2 separate regions of the Gossypium hirsutum genome follow, and region 1 is linked to region 2. A link is a contact called in public Hi-C data. All regions are on one chromosome and are shown on one strand. Each heading gives the region's core, a stretch centred on a gene start, on an enhancer-like site or on the middle of the called end of the contact. The rest is flanking DNA. Distances are from core to core; before and after follow the strand shown. Region 1 holds the start of LOC107919103 (CEN-like protein 1). Region 2 holds the start of LOC107952707 (homeobox-leucine zipper protein ANTHOCYANINLESS 2).

Region 1 (3,668 bases), core at 886-3,385, 250 kb before region 2:
CCATTTTCCATTAGAGACATAATGAAGCTGTCATTTTCCATCCTTCTCTTCCCTTCCCCTCTCGTCTCCCTCCCTCTACCACCGCTCTCCCATCCCTTTCCCTCTTCTCCACCATCCCTCCCCCTACTCTGATTCTCTCCCTCTCCCTCTCCCCACCGTCCCTTTTCCTCTATTAATTAGTGAGCTTCAAGTCACGATTTAATGATCGGTTTGGTGGATCAGTTCCCTTCAATGAGTAGGAGAACATACCTTAGATCCAAGTCAATTTGACGATCAATGTCGAAGATTGGAGAAAAAACTGTTTGAATTTTGATTCGTAGATTCGTGATGTCTAAAACTATTTTATAAAAAAAATTGAACTGTAGAAGAGAGGAGAGAAAGAGCTTTCGATTGTGCAAATAGTGCAAACATAAAAAGCCATCTAGCATCAAGTTTAACAATCTAATGACTTATTTGAAAACTTTTAAATAGTTCAATAATGAAAATGAAAACTTACCCATAGTTTAGTAACTAATGATATAGTTTACCTTAAAATTTTTAAAAATATTATTTTAATAAATATATCAAACCTAGAAAATTTTATATATACCAAATTTACCCTAAAATTTAAATGAAAATGTCTATACATACCATCTTGAGGGATTTTTACTAAAATATTACAAAAAAATAAATAAAAAATACCAAAATATTACAACTTTTTTATTATTTACCAAAATAATACAAAAAAAAACAGTTAAAAAAATATACTGAAGGAGGGCCTACCATAGGCGGCACTAATGGTGCCACTGCCACAGGCGGCACCTCCTTTGTTCGTATTTTAGCCATTTGTTCGTATTTTTTCCTCGGATTTTATTACTTTTAAAAAATATACTATTTTTAATTTTTTTATTTTACATTATTTTAGTACATTATTTGAAATGTATTAATTTAGTGTCTTTTTTAAATAAATTAAAAAACCCTTATTTCGGCCCTATGTTCGTATTTTTTCCCGAATTTTATTACTTTTAAAAAATACACTATTTTTTAATTTTTTTATTTTACATTATTTTAGTATATTATATTTGAACTGTATTAATTTAGTGTTTTTTTAAATAAATTTTAAAAAAACCCTTATTCCGGCCCTATGTTCGTATTTTTTTCCCGGATTTTATTACTTTTAAAAAATATACTATTTTTTTTAATTTAGAGTTCTACTATGATAGGGAAATCCCTATTATAGTGGTAATATAGTTTAGTTTTTAATTTTGTTGTTGTCTAATTTCACACTGGTTTCCATCTCGGAATCCGATCGACGCCGCCCCCTCAAGTTCTGCCAGAAAGCTCCACCCTGAGAAATGGGCAAAGAAAAGAAAAGATCACAATCCCAGCGCTCCTCTTCGCCCCCTAAACCCCCAAATTTCCCTTCATACCAAACCGCCCCTAACCTCTTTGGCGAAATAGTATATTTTTTAAAAGTAATAAAATTCGGTAAAAAAAATACAAACATTTTATTACTTTAAAAAAATATACTATTTTTTTATTTTTTTGTAATATTTTTACTAAAATATTACATTTCAGCCCTTTGTTCATATTTTTTCCCCGAATTTTATTACTTTAAAAAAATATACTATTTTCTAATTTTATTATTTTACATTATTTTAGTACATTATGTTTGAAATGTATTTATTTAGTGTGTTTTTTAAATAAATTTTAAAAAAACCCTTATTTTGGCCCTTTGTTCGTATTTTTTCTCCGGATTTTATTACTTTCAATAAAAAACACACTAAATGAATACATTTTAAGCATAATGTACTAAAATAATATAAAATAATAAATTAGAAAATAGTATATTTTTTAAAAGTAATAAAATCCGAAGAAAAAAATACGAACAAAGGGTTGAAATACGAACAAAGGGAGGTGCTGCCTGTGGCAGGCCCTCCATTCAGCCGTCTTTGTTTTTTTTTGTATTATTTTGATATTTTTTTAATTTTTTTTTGGTAATATAATGGTAAAAAAACCCCATCTTGAACCCCATTTTTTTTTTTCTTGAAGAAAAACCCATGTTCATGATTCGCCACCCCTAAAGAATTGTTGTGTTAAAAAGGAAATAAGAGAATTAAAAAGCTTGTAAAAAATATCTATTCCGCAAATAGACTTCTTTTCTTCTTATTGTAAACTGAAGAATTTTGGAATCTTTGAGCTTCAAATCAAACCCAAGCTCCATTCACTCTTCTTATCTATAAAACCTGTCATATTTTCTCCCGAACCCATTGCATCGAAATTCAAAGTAGCTTACAAAGCATACATTAACTTTCCTTTCGATCTAATTAGAAGTGTTGCAATATTCATTAGCTAAAAATATATATATCATGTCAAGAGTCCCCGACCCACTTATCATCGGGAGAGTTATAGGGGAGGTGGTGGATAATTTCTTCCCAAGTGTCAAAATAACAGTAACTTACAACTCCAACAAACAAGTTGCCAATGGCCATGAGCTCATGCCTGCCCTCATCACTGGTAGACCTCGGGTTGAGATTGGCGGCGACGACATGAGACCTTCTTACACTTTAGTAAGTATTATTTAAGCATTAAACATTAGTCAGCCATCTTGCAATATTTCTTACTAATTTCTCTTCTTCTTTTTTCCAGATCATGACAGATCCTGATGCTCCAAGCCCTAGTGATCTCTACTTGAGAGAACATTTGCACTGGTTTGTATTGCATTTATTAGTATCCATATAGATACAATATAAAATAAAAGTTGCTGGCATTCGAATTTAAGATATACTCTCTTTTCTTTTGTTCAAAATGTAAATTTCAGGATGGTTACCGATATTCCGGGTACTACTGATGCTTCCTTTGGTGAGTTCCCAAGACTGCAATTTGTGCTTTTATGACTCTTTTTTAACTCATAATTAATATTAGCAATAATCAATCAATAGGGAGGGAAGTTGTTAGCTACGAGACTCCAAAGCCAACAGTGGGCATCCATAGATACGTGTTCGTACTGTTCAAACAGAGAGGAAGAAAAACAGTGAGGCCACCATCTTCCAGGGATTGTTTCAACACACGGAGGTTCTCAGCCGACAACGGTTTGGGCCTCCCAGTGGCTGCAGTTTACTTCAATGCCCAGAGAGAAACTGCCGCAAGATCAAGAAGATGACTCTGCCACTTCCATAATAATACATACATACATAATTTACTACTGATTAAACAAGTAAATAAGATGGAAATATCTCTGGTGTCCTGGATTTAGGGTTTGACACGTATGTTTAATGTGATGGTATTAGTTTCACTTTGTACTCTCGTACTGTTGTGTGAGCTACAGTTTGGTAAGGTGACTGTTTTTATGTAAGAAGTATAGGTTTGGGTTCTGTCTGTGGACCCACATCCCCATTACTTTGGTGGGCACGTCGCAAACTACTCCATCTATCAAGAGAATAACAGAATTTTTAAGGTCTCTTTCTCTAATCAATGATACCCTATATATTATTATATAATCTATTGCATGGCAATTTATTTTTATTGGGGGCATAGGCTTTTGGACTTTTTGCTCATGACATTTATTTCACGATTTATTAGGACGAAATGACTTCCAAATTGGTTTTTTTATTACTACAAAAATTTATTTCCTGCACCAATAAATTTTATTTCTTAAAATAGGTTTTTGTTAATCTTTCCTGTAATTT
Region 2 (3,414 bases), core at 25-2,524:
CATTAAATTAGGAAAAAAGAGACAGAAACCAATTATTTTTAATCTCACACTCCCTCTATTATTTCATGGCGTCTGTTTTTCTATGTTGATTGAAACGGTCACTATCACTTTCACAAGGTTGTGCTTCAGTTTTGTTTCGCTTTCTTATCCATTAATTTGACCTTACAAAACAATACCCAGATTGAGCTAAAGTCTAAAACCTTTTTGACAATTTCATCTCAACAAATACAGAATGACAAGGCTGTCTACCTTGTCAACGCCCATGCATGACACCTCTCTCTCTTGCTCTAAAAAACTAATATATCGTTCTCTCTCTCAAAAAAAGTCAGTTTAAGAGAGAGAAAACAGTGGAGGAACAGGACAAGAGAGACCACCTTTTAATCTTGTAATAATAATAATAAGAAACAACGAGTTCACACCTTCTCTTTTATGTCTTTACCTAAGTCCAGCGTCTCAGCCAGGGAAATCCCTGAAAAAACTCCATGGAAACACTGACAAATATGAAAACCCTAAATTTTCACAGCATCATGCTTGACCAATTGTTTGTCAGCATATTTGACAAAATTGAAAAGGACCCACAGAGAAAAGGAAAAAGCAAAACCAAAAACACAAAAAGGCAAAGCTTATCTCTTTCACATTCACACTATTCAAACACCATATGACGTAGCAATAACCAGAATCAAAGGCATGAAAAAACCCAGTTGACCTCTTTCTCTTTTTTTTCCCCTCTCTCTATCTTCCAGTGCAAGTAAAGAAAATAAACAGGCTGTAAGAAATAAATGCACAAAAACAAGAACCCAAACCCAGAAAAAGCTAGTACCTTTTTTATTTTTATTTTGACAGTGGGCAAAGGTCAGTGTTTTTGAACAGAGTGGAACAGATACAGGTTATCAGATCCTTCTCTCTCTCTCTATTTAACTGTTGGGATCTGTACAAAGAAGTAAAAAGGACAAAGTATATAATAAAATATATGAAAGCTTTTCTTTTTCTTTATTTTAGATTAAAAGAACCCCAAAAAAAATCACTACTAATTATAATGGTGGTTGGATCGTTGGAAGCTGTGAAGATACTGCAAGCTGACTTTACAAAGAAAAAGGGAGAGAAAATCAATAGTCAAACTCGTTAATCCTTTGTTTAATATCAAATGAAAAGGAAAAAAACTCTCGATCTTATAAACCCTAATGAAGACTGTAGCGATCTCTCATTCTCTCTGTCTTTTTTTCCCTTTAATTTTCAATTTTGATGGTATTTTCTTCCTCTTCTTTTTTCTCCCTTTGTCTTCCCCGTAAATATGATATTTAATTAATATAAAGAGGAAATCAAGAGCTTAATGCAGTGTGGGACCCACTACCTCCCAAAACCGGGTTTTGCCGTTTTGGGATATCCGCCTTTCACGCGCTACCCCCGCGCTTGTGTCTGTGCGCGACACTCGTAGTTTCTGGACGAGTTTAAATCCTGTGTGCTCGATACTCTCTACGCCCGCCTATACACTTTACGAATGGAACCTATCCCAAAATGACACGTAAAAGCTGAGATAAAATTCTGGGCATTCTGGGTACTGTTTAGGGTCAATACGGTACTTCTGCAAATATAGATGGGGACAGGGTCTAGATTCCTAAATCTAATTCGGCAGTGATAGTTGGCCTCTGTTGTAACCCTGATTTGGACGACAACTCATTTTTTATTTTTCTTTTTAAAATTTTAATTTTACAAATATATCTGACTTAAGATTTGGTTTTGATTTTAAGATTGTCTTAAGTTTTATTGTCACTTCAATTTCCCTAAGCTTAAGAAAATCAAAGCAATTATTGGAGGAAACGTTCACTAAACTCTTATTATATCATTTTCTAAGATAGATATGTTTGGTACATCTTTTCATTATAATATTTTTATCTTTTACAAGTAAATTTTACAGTTTATACTTAAAAGTTTATAATTATTTTTTAATAGTATCGTTTTAAAAATTCCAGCTAATATTATTTCCTTAAAAGTTTTATATTCTTCTTATTATAATGAGGGTTTAAATTTCGATTAAAACTAAATTAATTAATCAAATCAATTTAATTTAGTTAATCAATCGATTAATTTTAGTAAGAGTGTTTAAATTTTGATTAGAACTAAATTAATCAATCAAACCAATCTAATTTAGTTAATCAGTCGATTAATTGATCTAATTTGGACGAAGGTCGATTAATGATTTTTTTGAAAGTTCAGTTATCGGTTAATTCAATTCGAAATCGGGTAATTAATCGAATTAACCGAACTTAATAATTAATAATACAAATTACATGTAGTTTTAATTTGGATAATTCAGTTAAATGAATATTATAATTTATTTTTTGATATGTTTTATACTTGTTTTGACCAAAAAATATAAATTTCGATTAATTCGATTAATTGAAATATTTTGGTTCGGTTAATTTTTTTGAAAAAAATTCGGTTTAATTAACGATTAAAAGATTCAAAAATTCAGTTAATTCAGCTAATACTAGTTCAATTCGGTTAACCATTTAAATACCCCTACTTGTTGGTTTATTATATTTTTTAAGCTATTGAATTATTTAAATTATTTAATAAGTTAGGACTCATCATCATATGTATAAAACTTTTAATAAAAATAAAATAATTTCATAAAAATAACATTCTTTTGAATAATAAAAATCACATTTTTAAATACAATTAATGAATCACGATTATTTTTTAAACTTTAATTTCATTATAGGTTTTTATCATATCTGTTCTTTTTTATACAATGCATAAAACTACTTATAGCTCATCCTCAACCCTTAACTAGGAGAATAATTAATGCGCTTCAACAGACTCAAACCCACAACTTCCTGCACTAGCAACAATGTCAATACCAATTAAGATAAAACTCAAATAACTAAAACACAATTATTTTTTTATATTATATGTTTAAGTAAATGTTATTGAATAAAACATATACAAAGATACAACACGGATACACTAATTTACATAGTATTTTTTTAAACATAATGTATTATTTGGACCCCCAATTTTATATTTAAAAAATAGTCATTTTAGCATTGCATTTAATTTTTCGCCTTTAACTCTTAAACTTACATTATTTGTCAAATTACTATAAGATGAATGGAAAAGTTAAAGTCTGTTAACATGGCACACACGTGGATGCCACATTAGCAGTTGATTATTTTTTAAAATTTTAAAAATTCAAAAATAATTATTAAAATATTTTTTAAAATTAAAAATGATTGAAATTATTAAAAATTAAAATATAGAAAATTTTTATTAATATGTTTTAACTTTTAAAAAATCAATTAATTGCTATCATGACATATACATTGACTGCCACATTAGCAAACTTAACGGTCGTTAACTTTTCTATCCATTTTGGAGTGGTTTGACAAATAATGCAAGTTCAAGATCTAAAAA

What was found. Hi-C and Micro-C count contacts between places; a contact is called where the count stands out from the background.
Region 1: a Hi-C map of petal shows a contact between it and region 2, with 2.5 times the contacts expected there. The contact joins the promoter of LOC107919103 here to the promoter of LOC107952707 in region 2. A contact is called at or near these places in 2 of 34 Hi-C or Micro-C datasets (leaf and petal).

The regions. Positions count from the first base shown.
Region 1 is chrD08:35,660,787-35,664,454 of Gossypium_hirsutum_v2.1, reverse strand. LOC107919103 (CEN-like protein 1) reads left to right here and starts at 2,135. Exons shown (of 4, transcript XM_016848633.2): 1 at 2,135-2,549; 2 at 2,629-2,690; 3 at 2,801-2,841; 4 at 2,922-3,439. The coding sequence starts at 2,349. The coding sequence ends at 3,142.
Region 2 is chrD08:35,414,478-35,417,891 of Gossypium_hirsutum_v2.1, reverse strand. LOC107952707 (homeobox-leucine zipper protein ANTHOCYANINLESS 2) reads right to left here and starts at 1,274. Exons shown (of 9, transcript XM_016887869.2): 1 at 821-1,274.